Regions from separate parts of the Mus musculus genome. Here regions 2 and 3 are each linked to region 1. The links are chromatin contacts, called in public HiChIP or PLAC-seq and promoter capture Hi-C maps. All regions are on one chromosome and are shown on one strand. The core of a region is the stretch at or near the end of the contact, and the rest is flanking DNA. Distances in the headings are between cores, read along the strand shown.

Region 1 (4,349 bases), core at 690-3,189:
CTGCAGTGACTCCAACTGAGGTCCAGACTCTCCTGTAGCCTACAAGGCCTGGCACAATCTGACTCACTGTCCTGCAGACCCTCTGAGCTCTAGCCACCTGGCTTCCGTCACTTCTCCAACATGGCACACCTCTGCTTTTGCACACACTGAACTTTCTGCCTGGTGGTTCTCTCTCGGGTCACTTCCCGGAGACCTCCTTGGTGACTTGCGGTCACTGGTGCTTTCTATAGCTTCACATCTCCAGGTAGGACTTAGCAACGTGACTGTTGAGGGGCTAGCTCTCACGTGTCCCCTCCCCTGGAAGGTCTGTGTCCACAGAAGGAACGGTGCCTTCCCATTTGCTACTGTATCTCGGACCTAATGCAGAGCCTGCACACAGAGACGCCATACAGATGTAACACATGAAGAAGCACACTGAATATCTGGAAGGGCAAGAAGAGACAGGAAGAGTACTGAGTAGAGAGGAAGAAACTGGGAAAATATGTCAAGTAGGAAATTCAAAAATGGTCCAAATCAACCAACAAATATCACAGGTACATGGAGCCAAGTGTCTTAGGTTCTAGAAGTTCAAAGAGGACAGGAAGTTTCAGCTGAAGGGGTGGGGCCTATGAGAAAGAAATACAGTGTTGCCTTTAAAGGTGATAATGTGTCTACCACAGAAACTGTGTCAGACACATGGCACTTCAGTAGCAGCATGTTGGGACACACACACACACACACACACACACACATCCCCGAAGGGATGCATACTTCCCTCTTGACACCTTAGACAGTAAGTTGATTGCATGCTATAAAGTAGGGGCTTATCCAAAGACAAAAAGGGAACTTCAACAGCAAAAACAAATAAGACTTTTATATTTTAAATGCTTTCAGGCAAACACAAGTCCATTGAGAGGTCATTTTCAACAGTGTTAAGTAAACTTAGTGCTGGGTGCACTGAGGAAGTCATTTGTAGGGGAGAAGAAAGCGGTAAGTAAAAGCCAGCTGTGGCTTCGGGATCCTTTGGGCCACGAAGACCTGACTTAGTGGCCTGATCACAGCAACAGTGTTTGATCTGTGATGACAGCTTCGGCACCCTTCTGGAAATGTCCTGGAAGTATGGATCCTTTCAAAGGCACTAAAGCTCAGCCCAGTTTGAGGTCAAAGCTAGTAACAAGGTCCGGGGCTCAGGACAAGAGGTGTATTACCTGGCTCACTGATCCGTAATTGGCCACTCTCTGTTCCGTATACAAGGAAGCAGAGGTTCTGGAGGGCTGCATGGGGAGCCAGCTAGCTCTGCTCTCACCTGTGCTTTTAACCCCTTCCTAAACCATGGGGGCCCACCCAGGGCTCCTGACAACCAACAGAAGACAGGGTTCACCAGGGATAAAGGGCCAGACCCTTTGGGGCTGAAAAACTAAGATACAATTCCTTTTCTTTATCTCCTTCTCTTTGTGCCTCTACTTTTTATGGTGGAAATACCAGGCACACACACACACAAAGTAAAAGCAGCCAGGAACACTTACTGTCATGAACTGAACTGGTTCTTGGCCAGTCTGCTTCCATGTGCACCTTCACTTGCCCCTGTGGCCAGAAATGGGTCTCTGGTGTATATCACCCGAAGGCTTACAGTAAGAGTCACTGACAGAAGTCAGTCACTGTCATATAACCATGGCAGGCTTGAGCCCTCATCTTTCTGACATGGACAGTGGGTCTAAGTTTGCAGAATGGCCCCTGAAACAACCTGAGCCATGCATACTGAATCAACTCTCAAAGACAGAAATTGGGGTGTTTTCTTTTTCCTCCTAACAGGGCTGCAGCCTCCGGGGCTCTCGCCATCCATCCCCAGCTAAGGAAATGTTTGACATTTCAGAATGAAACTGACAGTTGAACTCCTGGGAGCCTGCCAGCTTCTAAACAATGAGCGCTCTGGGCCCAGCCCTAGCTCAGAACACCTGCAAGGCTCGGCTTTGGGTCACTTCCTCTGCATTTCACTCAGCTCCTGCCATGGCACTGCCGGCACCTGGCCAGGCAGATGTTTGCTCCCAAGACTCAAGCGTCCCTTTGAGGGGCAGGCACGAGGTGCCAAGGGTCAGGTTACAAGGGTCGGGGAAATGTCCGTTTCCTTTGGTCAGTTTACCAGATGAGTATCCAACACTTGGGATATTTACAAGTCTAGCATATGGCAACTTAAAGAGATGTAAGAAAACAAACTCCCTTTCAGATTAGGAAGGGACATTAATTAACACTGTGGCTTTGGAACAGGGACGTGTTTTCTGAAGATTGTTCATCTGGATTAATGGCCCATGCTCCCCCCCCCCCCCCCAGTGAAACACTGGAAACCACTGAGTGACAGCATGTGCTGCCAACACCCCCACTGCAGCAGAGAGCAGGTAACCGCCCTCACTGTTCACTGGCTAGGTGGGGGAAAAAAAAAGGAAAATTTGGAGGCCAGCTTTTCTAGGGAATGGTAGCCATTTTCACAAGGGCATCCTTGTCCAGAAGTTCTTTATATGCAGGGTTTGTCATAAGACAAGCCATCCTGACTCCCTGCTACTTGTTTTGAACCAAAATGCACGTTCTCATCGCTTGCCTTGTGTGTCACACTGTGCAGAGTCGTGGCCACCAGGCCAGCCCCACGCAGCCACCACCTGTGAGGATGAGACACGTGTGACTAACGCCTGCGGCGGATGAGTTTCCTCTCACAGTTGTGCTGTCAAAGGTGACATTTGCTTAAGCATCAGCCAGTTGGTTCTTGCAGATCAAACATAGATTTTAGAAATATTTTATTTTAGTTTTGCAGCAGGCTCTGGAGCCAAAGGTGGGGATTGAGCAGGACAAAAGACAGAACTGGGATATTTATTTTCAAAAGTTCATGTAAATGTCCCCTTGAATCCCAGTACTAGGTAAATAAGCCAAGAAAGAAGAGGACCGTGGGCGAAGATGAATGTGTTTGCTTTTTGCTCGTTTGAATTAATTGACAGCTGGAAAATGCAGCCTACTCTGACGCAGTCGATGCTACTTGCCTGCTCGTGGTGTGGACATCACAGCTTTCCACCAAGCGACCTCACAGCTCAGCAGGCCAGACAGCCAGACACTGGTGGGCAGGACAGCACTTCCCGCCCCTGGTCTCATCCTTCCTGAGGGTACTTTACCTCACGGGTGTACGTGTTAATTGCCTTTAGTAAAGTTTTCATTAAAACACCAGGCAAAAGGCAAGAAGAGCCTCCCATGAGTTTGGTTTTGTTCTTGTCTGACATGCAAACCATCACTCCGAGCTTTTCTTTCTCTTTCTCGGCTGAGGTGGGGCGGCATCCTTCTCCATCTTCAGCATGTATGCATGTTTATATGCATATATGTACATGTGTGCAGGTCAGAGGACAACTTTAGATGTCATTCCACAGGAGGTATCCACCTTTATTTCTCGAGACAGGGTTTCTCACAGGCATGGGACTTATCAGATCCACTAGGCTGGTTGCAAGGTTTTATCAGCTGAGCTATCCCCTCAGCCCACCCTCAGTCTATATGGAGGCCACCTTCTCCGGCTGTTCTTTCTTCCTTCTTTCACTTCTTCCTTCTTTCACTACCTTCTTCCATTCTCAGCTAACTCCAGAGCCATAGGCTCAATGCTCAGCTTACACATGGTGTCTTACATCAAGGCTGCTCAGTCCCATGTATCCTGCCTCTCCTGGAGACCAAGAAAACATTTTCAAGGGCACGTCTATGCAAGGCCATCCTTAGGAAGGATGGTCCTTTATCTTTAAGCTCTTTTCTTATGGATCCACTGGCCCACTACCCACGGCATAGGATCTCTAAAAAAAGAGATCACACAGCCGGGCGTGGTGGCGCATGCCTTTAATCCCAGCACTCGGGAGGCAGAGGCAGGCGGATTTCTGAGTTCGAGGCCAGCCTGGTCTACAAAGTGAGCTCCAGGACAGCCAGGGCTATACAGAGAAACCCTGTCTCGAAAAACAAAAAAAAAAAAACAAAAAAAAAAAAACAAAAAAAAACCAAAACAAAACAAAACAAAAAAAACCAAAAACAAAAACAAAAAAAAAGAGATCACACATAATCTGATGTCTTAGAGGGAACTAGCTTTATAATCAGGGACACGGGACTTCACCACCGAGTAGCTAAGACTCCTGGGGAATGTTCTCAACTCTTGAGTTTGGTTCTTCCGTTTGTAAGATGAGCCTACCTAGCACCAGCACAGCAGGCACGTTATTTGATATGACCAAGGACATGGAGTTTCCGGAACGTCACTGGCTCTCAGTGTCTACCTACTGCCAAGAACAGTCTAGAGGAGATGCCCATGTCTGTGAATGTCCCACTAGACAGCGTGCGTCAGGGTAACGGCAGAGTCATGTCAC
Region 2 (4,349 bases), core at 754-3,253, 250 kb before region 1:
GCTAGAGTCCTAGGCTGTGCAAAGAGAAGCAGGGGTGTGGGGGAGGGGCTGGAGAGATGATGGCTCAGGGCTAGGAACACTTGCTGCACTTCCTAGCATCCACAGAGCTGCTTCTGGCTTCCTCGGACACCAGGGATGTCAGTAATGCAAAGACACACGCTCAGCCCAAGCCCTTCTACACATAAAATAATAAAGTCAAATGAAATCGAGAGAGAGGGGCCTGGGAAACTACAGCAACAAGGTAAGTAAGCAGCGCACTATGGAAATACAATCGCTAACCATTGTTAAACCAGCTGATTTCTAAAGAAATGATGTAACTAACACATTAAATAACCAACCCAGCAGTCAGCCTAACTTCCACCACCACTCCAAAATGTTAAAAAAGCACAAATGACAAAAGCTATCTGCAAACGCTGTGGAGCGACGCACACAGGCACATCTGGACTTCTGTGGCTTACAAAGACGCAGGTGCTACTGATATGACTGTGGCTTATTGACTATGTTCATAATGAAAGGAAACACTAGCCTTCAGTTAGAAATGTCACCTGTCCTCCATCCTCTCTCATGGGCCCCAGGCACAGATGCAGGTGAGAATCTCTGCTCCTCCCCCTCTCCCACCCGCCCCGTAGCTGTGAAACCCTGAAGAATGAGGACATGGACCTGGGGGGCTGCTATCAGTTGTAGATGCTCACTGTGTCCTGAAGTCCTGGTATGACCTGGCTGCCCCTCTCCTTGTCCAGTCCAGAGTTCCCCCAGTCCATTTGCTTTCTGGTTTCTCCCCTAAACCAGTTCAATACCTCTGCCAAGCAACACCCCAGGGTGGTGTGGGTGAGTTTCTAACCACTCTCACTCACATCAGGCTTCTTATATGAGTTCAAAACAGCAGTCCCTGAGCCCGGCTCCCCTAGGGTGGAGTATGGTGTCAAGACTACAGCAGTGAATGAAAACTCAGGGGTAGATATCTGCAGAGAATGCAAGACAGGCAACAGCTCTGTCTGGACCTCTCATGATGGGCACAGACCAGCTCATGCCCCAGGGCCCTGCTTGGAGAGTGGAAGACAAGACAAGCTGGATAATTTCTGGGCCACTGCATCTTCAAAATGAGCAGGGCTTTTCACATTGTTATATTATGGGGTGAACAGCGGCAGCAAAGCAGTCTGAGTAAATCAACCACCAGACATCCTCAGCACTTACCCCTGACCTGAGGAGACTCAGGGAAAACCCCATAGGTGACTCTAGGAAACAGCAGCACTTTCTAGAACTTTCTTAAAGATCCAATGCACACACAACTACAATCTGTCTCCTCCATGTTTGTCCTCTGTATTCCAGACCCTTGGAAAGACTCTTCTCTTTCAGCTGCAGTGGTCCCACGAACAGAGAATGATATCTGAGAGTTCCTCCAGCTCCTATGTAGCCAGGCAGAGATGAAGCTCTTCCTGTGATGGTGATGTCATACGAGGAACAGCAGGAGGTCAGTGGTAGCCACTCCAGATGCCCAGCGACAGCAGGTCCCACAAGCAGAGGCAGCTTTATTTCTAGCCCAACCACAGTCAACGGGTGGGTGAATAGATCTGGGGCTGAGGCAGAGGGAGGCACACTCAGGTGCCTACTCCAGACCTTACAGAAGAAGTGGTCTAACTTGATATCCATCATCATGTTTCCATGGTTATCTCATCTGACCTGTCTCTGTATCAGTCCCTGGGACTAAAGGACGAGGCTGCAGAAGCCCAAGGAAGAAGAAAAGAGGAAGGTGGGCAGGCAACGATTGCTAAGAGACAGCATTGCGGGGCTGGGCTGCATGGCAACCTGGGCCTAACATAGATAAAAGGAACTCAAAAAACAAAAACAGAAAAGTCAAGATGCACACCGGCAGCCCCAGGGTTTCCTGTTTTTCTAACAAATCACTGATGATTTCCAAGAAAAGCAAGCTGTACTGCCCTGGCCCCGGCCCAGCCGCAGAATTTGCACATCTGGCCCGTGCTTCGAGAGCAGCCAGCGGTGGGCTGGGGCACAGGATGTGTCAGAACACCTCAAGACTCTGCAGCTTGAGGAGCAGGGCCAGGGGACTCCCTGCCACAGCCAGCTCGGCAGGCTTCAACCCATTACTATCTGCCTGTTCCTCCCACAGCTGCTTCAAATCCCGTCCAGTCACATTCGTCACATTACCTTCCCGTGTCAGCCTTAAGATAAAGAAACAGAAAGATCTCCATTCTCAGAGAAGCGTCTGGGGAGGGCTACGTGGGGGAGTCCCCCCACCCCCAGGCCAAACTACATTCCCTGGGAATTTCTAGTAAGATGGTGTAAGGGCTCCAGGAAAGACCACTGGAGCTGGGTTTCCTTGGCAACAGGAAGCAGATAAATTAAGCAGAAGCAAGGTCACTCAGGAAGCTTCCCACAAGGGGTCCCATCCTACCCAATCCCCAGCCTCACTGTCTGTCTGTCTGTTCTCACAGAGGTTTACAAGGCTCCCAAGTGCAGTCCTTGGAGGGATGGATGATCAGGCCCTGGTCTGGGGCTGAAGATCAACCTCCAGCCTTCTCTCTTGGCTTCCCCCAAGAAAGCGTGCCTGCTGCCTTCTGCCTGAACCCCTTCAGTAAGCTGCTTGTCTCCAGCAGAGCCCTTCCACATCCATCTCTTGCTGTTCTACCATCAAAACCCCACATTACTCTTCATGCACACTTTGACGCTCCGGGCCCTGGAAAAATGTCACCTTCCCTGTGGGGTCCTGCCAAGCCGAGGATTCCACTTTGCTCACTCAGGCTACAGGCAATCCACATCTAAGCAAGTCCAGCCTGCTGCCCAGCTCTGTCCTCCTGTACCTGTACCCCCAAAGAGGCACGACAGAGGCAGGATGTAGGCAGGGAGCTGCAGAAAGAGGAAAGGAGGGCATTTCGACGTCTTGTCCTTTCTGCCTTATTCCTATTTGGCAGGTACCTTAACTGGGGGGAATCTAATGACCACGCTACACACATAGACACATGCACCTTGCTGAGCCACATGAAACTGAGCTGCAGGCTGTGCATATCATGACTTGAATGTGGTCATACGTTACTTTCAACAGGGAAAGCACATCCTTAGGCTATGGTGTGGGGAATGCACCACTCGACAATTTGGTAGCCATGCAGACACCACAGGACACTAATGTGGGGAGAGAGCACAGGAGGCTACCTCTGGTGTGATACGGCATGCTGTCTGATAGTCAATATTTTTTGTAGGTAGAAGGAAGATACTCCAAGCTAATATTTAAAAGTAGACTATAGTCAATTCATAAGCCAGGAATAGTGACACAGATCACTTATTGTCATTATGGAGGTATTACCCCTTACATAGTTACGCACTTTGCCCTTCACATGATTAGTAGTACACCAGCATCATCACAAACCAGGGAGTAATGGGGTATGCTCCAGCTCTGGGACAGCCACATCACTAGGCAATAGAAAAATGTCAACTTCATTATAACGGTGAAGGACTACCATGGTCTATCCATTTCATTATCAATGGAAATGTTATTCAACACATGCCTGCAACCCATTATGTCCAGGGACCTCACATAGACACTGGTCCCTTACACTGTAAGAGGTTAACAAATGCATGTCTATGGAATCCCCAGCAAATGAATAAGCTTGCAACAGGAAGAGTACAGAAAAATCTCTTCTTCCCAAGAAAGGGTTTAGGGCTAGGATGCAGGCAGCTATGCCATGGAACAGTCCAGGAAGCCAGCAAGCCTTTCTCTTCCAAGGCCTGACTTGTCCCCCTCTTCCCTCACCTTGAAAGGAGGGTAGGAACGCACACTACCCACCCAGGCAGGCTCAGGCCCTTACCTATTCAGCGGGCACAGCCAGGGCTTATTGGGTTTGCTGGTAACTAGTCACTCTACACAATGTGTAGTCAGACGCCAGCTCCATGGGAATTTCCCCTGACAAACGAACAGGTCTGCTTTACCCCTGGTCCACATGCTGCTCCTGGGGACAAGACACCAACTCCAAAGCTATGCTCCTCCATCTGGCTCCTGACTGTCCTCCTTCAGCCAGGAGACTCCATGACTGACTCAAAAGGAGTTCGAGACACTCTTGTTGGCAGCAGAAGAAAGGGAAAAGTCCCTGAAAACTCACCACAGGAAAACAACGTAGAGATGGGCATGATGATACATGGCTGCAAGCCCAGGAAGCTGAGGTGGAAGGATGGTGAGTTTGAGGCCAGCCTGGGCTACATAGCAAGTTCCAGACTGGTCTTGTCTATGTAGAAAGACCTGCTTTCCAAAAGCAAAACAAAACAAAGCAAAGCAAAGCAAAGCAAAGCAAAGCAAAGCAAAGCAAAGCAAAGCAAAGCAAAACAAGAAAATAGAAGGT
Region 3 (4,349 bases), core at 662-3,161, 230 kb before region 1:
TTCTGTGTGTACCCATGTACCTCTAAAAAATATTCCCTCCAATCTGTAAATATACCCTGTATTTAACAAACTGTAAGATGCCATCAGTTGTAAAGATGCACCACTACTTTGTGTATTGACAAGAAAGAAATATCAGGGCTTATTATGATAGTAATCTGTTAACTTTAATTGCTAAACTTCGAGTGTGAAGTGGAGCTCAAGGCCAGCCTCGGCTACCTACTGAGTCGGAGGCCAGCCTGGGGCACAGGCTGAGATTGTCTCAGAAATGACAGAGCAGATGAGACAGCTTCCTGCTTTGCTTGACAACCTGAGTCCCTGGGACTCACAGGGTAGGAGAGGACAGACCCCTTCCAGGTGCCCTTTGACCACCATATGTACCATAGCAAGCCTGCACGTGTACGCTCTCATCCACAGCCACAAATTAAATAACAAATGTTTTAAATAATAACTGATATATGGAAATAAAATGTGAACCACATGTACATCTCCAAATTGAGGATATATCCTTATAGGTAATATTCGTTGCTGCTCATTTGGACCAAAGGCTCAAACACCAGGCTACACACACACACATACACACACACACACACACACACACACACACACACGTTTACGTAGCGCACAGTTCAGCCCCTCGGTGGGAATGAGTCTCTTTAAACATACAGATTCTATGTGCTTGTAAGAGCTTGTAACAATCACAGTGGAGGGTTGCCCACGAAGCTCTCATTGCGTTGTGTTCTTTCATTTCTGACCTGACACTGCAGCTCAGACATACACAGCCAGTTTTACAAATAAGGAGATGTCATATGCCAGAACCTGGCTGGACTTCAGGTCTCTATTCCGTCTTACACCTTACCAAGCAAACTCCCCCATCAAGGCTTAAGAACCCTATTTAAAATGTGTTTCACCTTGGAAAGCTGTACTGTACAACTGGGTTCCAAAGACTCGACAGGCATTACAGGAGCATAGCTCTGCTCTGGGAACCGGGCCTTACCAGGCAAGGAAAGCAAAGTGGACCGCCATTCAGAAAAGGCCTTCAGGTGAGTTGGCCTGCTTTTAGACCTCCTGTTGCCAAAAGCCACCCCTCCTCTCGACAGGAGGCTTAACTCACTTCATACCACATCCTGCTGCTTTCATCTCGCCTTCCTTTTCCCTCTGAACAGCCTCCTTCCTCCTACTGTCCTGAACTTCTTGCATATTTACTACTACCACCCTAGGATGGGCCATCATGCCAGTCCTACCATGCACACACGTGTATACATTCACACACTCATACTCGCGTGTCTCCGGCGTGTAAACACTGTGCTGGGCGCGCAATTCCCAGCCCGCAGCCGCGTCTGAGAGTCACTAACTTTGGGCAGCCTGAGGCTCGGTGGAGGATAACGCCCCGGTCCTGATGCCAAACAACTCCTGTTGTCCACGTTCCTCCAGAGAGTTCAGAGCCAGAGACAGGCAGGTTCCTTCACTCCAGAGCACACGGTGGCTTGTAACCCAGCAGGAGGCTGCACACACACACACACACACTTGGCCGCATAGCTACTTCAATCTTGATGAACAGTCCTGGGACGCCCCTTCTGCCTCTGGGTTTGTCCCATGGGTTTGTGGGCCCCGGTCCCCTAGGTGGACCTTAACTATAGAACTAGAAGGTCGCCAACTGTCCAGCCTACCGGCTGCAGTTGGAGCACACTACTCCAGAATGGTCCCAACCTGCTCTGGCTGTGCTTCGAGCTCTTATACGCGTCCTCAGCACCCCCTGGCTGTCCAGCTACACACCTGCAGTCCCCGCTGGGCGCCGGGCGCCGAGCCCCTCTCCTGCGGCGACTCTCAGCAGTTGGGGTGAGGCCCCCGACCACCGCTCAGCGGCTGGAACCGGGCAGCAAGTCCCAGCATCTGCCGGGTCTCTACAACCCTAGGGGAGGCGGGGCCTTTGGGGCGGGGCTTTGGGGGCGGGGTATGACCAGGGCTAGCCGCCCAGCCGGGCTCTCTCGCCCTCTGGTGGCTCGATTGTGTCAAGCCGGTACATCCAGCCCTAGAGTTTAGGACTCAAAGCAGTTGCCCTGCGCTAGGACCCCATCCGCTTCGGCTTGTGTACCAGTACTGAGTAACACAGCTCCCCAAAAGTAAGGTGAGGTTCCGTGGGGCGGAAGAGCGTTTTGTCTGTGCAGGAGGGGTGGGTGGGGGCTTCGGGGAAGGAGGAGAAAGAGGAAGCTCCGATGAGCTGCTTCCTTCTCGCAATGCGACCCAGCGCCCCACTTCCTCCTACTACTTCTATTTTTCGGGTGCTCTTAACCCTTAAAAGGCCTGCACCCCTGATGTGCTGAGGAGTAAGCACCCTGATTCCTCTATTCCGTCTACAGGAATCTTCCTAGAAACTTCCAACCAATCCAAACTTCCAGCACTGCTTCTGCAACCTCTGATCTCACAACCCACCACCTCTACACGGTACCAGAATCTCTCATCACTTCAGCTGGGTTCCACCTTCCCAGTAGTAGATCTAGAACCGACCACAAGGTCATACGTTATTGTTGCTCAAAAGCCACAACCCTACCTGAAAGCTAATGTAAAAACCCAATGGTTTTTCTTTTCCTGACTCCCTAAATACCAAGAAAAAGCAACTTCCCTAAATAGACAGAAACAGAAAGTACCCTTTGGGCGGGCGCAGAAGTTGGAACTAGGTGGGAAGGGGCTCAATGCCCACCATAGGTCTAGCCACAGTGATCTCCATCCCAACTACCTGTTTACAGGTGAGGAGCCCGGCCGTGGGCAATGTGGTCCATACAACTCTCTCCCCAGTCTCTACTTTATTCACAAACATGTTGACATTTGGAGGAGAGGGATGGAGGAAGCAGGCTTCACTGTAAAGAAGCAGACAAGATTGGCAGTAGGTGCCTGAAGGAGAAGATAGAGAAGAGCGCATTTCACAGTCCAGGAATGTGCTAGAGAAGTTGTGGAATGTTTGACTTCTTCTGCATTCTTGCTATTCCCAAAACTGAAGGCAGAATAAAGCTAAAACCCCGGGAAGCTCAGGACCTCAGAAACCCAGCGATGCTGCCCTCCAATGGCACACCCTCTTTCTTACTAGCAGCTGTGGCGCAGATGTTGAGTTTGAAATTTTCCTCCCTTCAACACTGGGGTGTGTTGTTGTCCCTGCAGGGCCAACCACCAGACCTCAAGAGCACCTGGCATCTTCTGGACAGAAATTAAAGTGACAGCCACTAGAAGCAGTGTCCCCAGTGCAGCTGGAAAGACCCATGGGTGCCTCTGTCACTCGGTGGTGCCACCTGGTTACATTCCCACCACTGTACAGCTCTGTTGTTTCCTCTTACAAACAAGGCTATTTGTAATCCCCCTGCTTCCCTTCGTTGTCTGATGTTTTCAGAGAGCAGCCTGCCCTGTTTTGACTTCCTCATCTTACATTTAGTCCACTATGTTCTAGAAAAAGGTCACCAGGAAAGCCCTAAAGGCCAGATCCAGCATGTGGCTTACTGTTGCTACCTTTCTGAGGAAACTCCCCTGGTCCCTGGAGACCCTTCACTTCAGACCTCTGTTTCTGGCTTCTTTTTCTTCATCTTCTCTTTAGCATTGGAAGCCTTGCATGTTTGCATGAGTTGGCTTCTCTTTTCCCAGAGCACTTTGGTCCATCTGTCCATCCCATTCAAAATGGTAGCCTGGACTTCTCTCTTGAGTGGAAAACCTGTGGTTCTGGTGCTTCTGCACCTCTGTACCTCAGTCGTCAGTGCCGAGACGCCCTGGGATCTCATTCCCTCCCCACAGGCTCCAGCTCCTGACAGCACCATGCAGAGGACGACGCTTCCAACACAGGAAGCCTAGTCAGCCAGCTCACATCCAAACTCTTAGCATGCTTTCCTAAAAGCCAAACTATCTGCTCATGGTAAACCGTACCTCAGCACATAGGACACGAGGCAGTCTGCCCTGAGTTTTTCATCCCTCCTTGCCCTTCCACAGTCTGATTTCTGTTTATATTGCCTCCCCTCAGTTATTCAGTCTGTACTCATAGCCAGACAACAGGTCATATCAGTTGCCATTCATTCCTGGGAAAAGACTGAGCCCAGAGGAGCTGGGAAGCAGAAGGTGACCCAGAGGGATAGTCAAGAGAATCTGACAAAATGGCAACAGCCGGAATCCTCTAGCCTATACTTCCAAAAGAAGGAGGAGGAGGAGGAGGAGGAGGAGGAGGAGGAGGAGGAGGAGGAGGAGGAGGAGGGAAGGAGGAGGAGGAGGAGGAAGAGGAGAAGGAGAAGAAGAAGAGGAAAAGAGAAAGAAAGAAAGAAAGAAAGAGAGAAAGAAAGAAAGAAAGAAAGAAAGAAAGAAAGAAAGAAAGAAAGGAA

The links. Promoter capture Hi-C pulls out the DNA fragments that hold promoters and counts their contacts. HiChIP or PLAC-seq counts read pairs in DNA pulled down with a chosen protein or histone mark.
Region 2: a contact with region 1 is called in an H3K27ac HiChIP or PLAC-seq map of thymic regulatory T cells, with 2.3 times the contacts expected there. The contact joins two enhancer-like sites. A contact is called at or near these places in 2 of 39 promoter capture datasets (cranial neural crest and second pharyngeal arch cranial neural crest), 1 of 484 Hi-C or Micro-C datasets (natural killer cells), 4 of 115 datasets of contacts at active chromatin or transcription factors (Th17 cells, double positive thymocytes, memory CD8 T cells and 1 more) and 1 of 9 other capture datasets (embryonic stem cells).
Region 3: a contact with region 1 is called in a promoter capture Hi-C map of pre-B cells, with 2.8 times the contacts expected there. The contact joins the promoter of Pik3r5 here to the enhancer-like site in region 1. A contact is called at or near these places in 12 of 39 promoter capture datasets (the 3T3-L1 cell line, cranial neural crest, embryonic stem cells and 6 more), 2 of 484 Hi-C or Micro-C datasets (natural killer cells and pre-B cells), 5 of 115 datasets of contacts at active chromatin or transcription factors (effector CD8 T cells, embryonic stem cells, large pre-B cells and 2 more) and 1 of 9 other capture datasets (embryonic stem cells).

The regions. Positions count from the first base shown.
Region 1 is chr11:68,197,586-68,201,934 of GRCm38.p6, reverse strand. The region is part of intron 7 of Stx8 (syntaxin 8); the gene reads right to left. Among named protein-coding and RNA genes, the nearest start is that of Mir6406, 21 kb to the left of the region's middle. Within about 2 kb of position 1,939, at least 77 of the 459 cell types and tissues checked have an H3K27ac peak or open chromatin away from gene starts, as enhancers often do. A contact at or near this core is called in Th17 cells, effector CD8 T cells, memory CD8 T cells and 3 more, where this site is marked.
Region 2 is chr11:68,449,040-68,453,388 of GRCm38.p6, reverse strand. All of the region lies in intron 1 of Pik3r5 (phosphoinositide-3-kinase regulatory subunit 5), which reads right to left. Among named protein-coding and RNA genes, the nearest start is that of Pik3r5, 19 kb to the right of the region's middle. Within about 2 kb of position 2,003, at least 64 of the 459 cell types and tissues checked have an H3K27ac peak or open chromatin away from gene starts, as enhancers often do. A contact at or near this core is called in Th17 cells, memory CD8 T cells and thymic regulatory T cells, where this site is marked.
Region 3 is chr11:68,429,687-68,434,035 of GRCm38.p6, reverse strand. Pik3r5 (phosphoinositide-3-kinase regulatory subunit 5) reads right to left here and starts at 1,911. Exons shown (of 19, transcript NM_177320.2): 1 at 1,774-1,911. Gm32046 (a long non-coding RNA gene) reads left to right here and starts at 1,951. Exons shown (of 2, transcript XR_388771.3): 1 at 1,951-2,125; 2 at 2,358-3,348.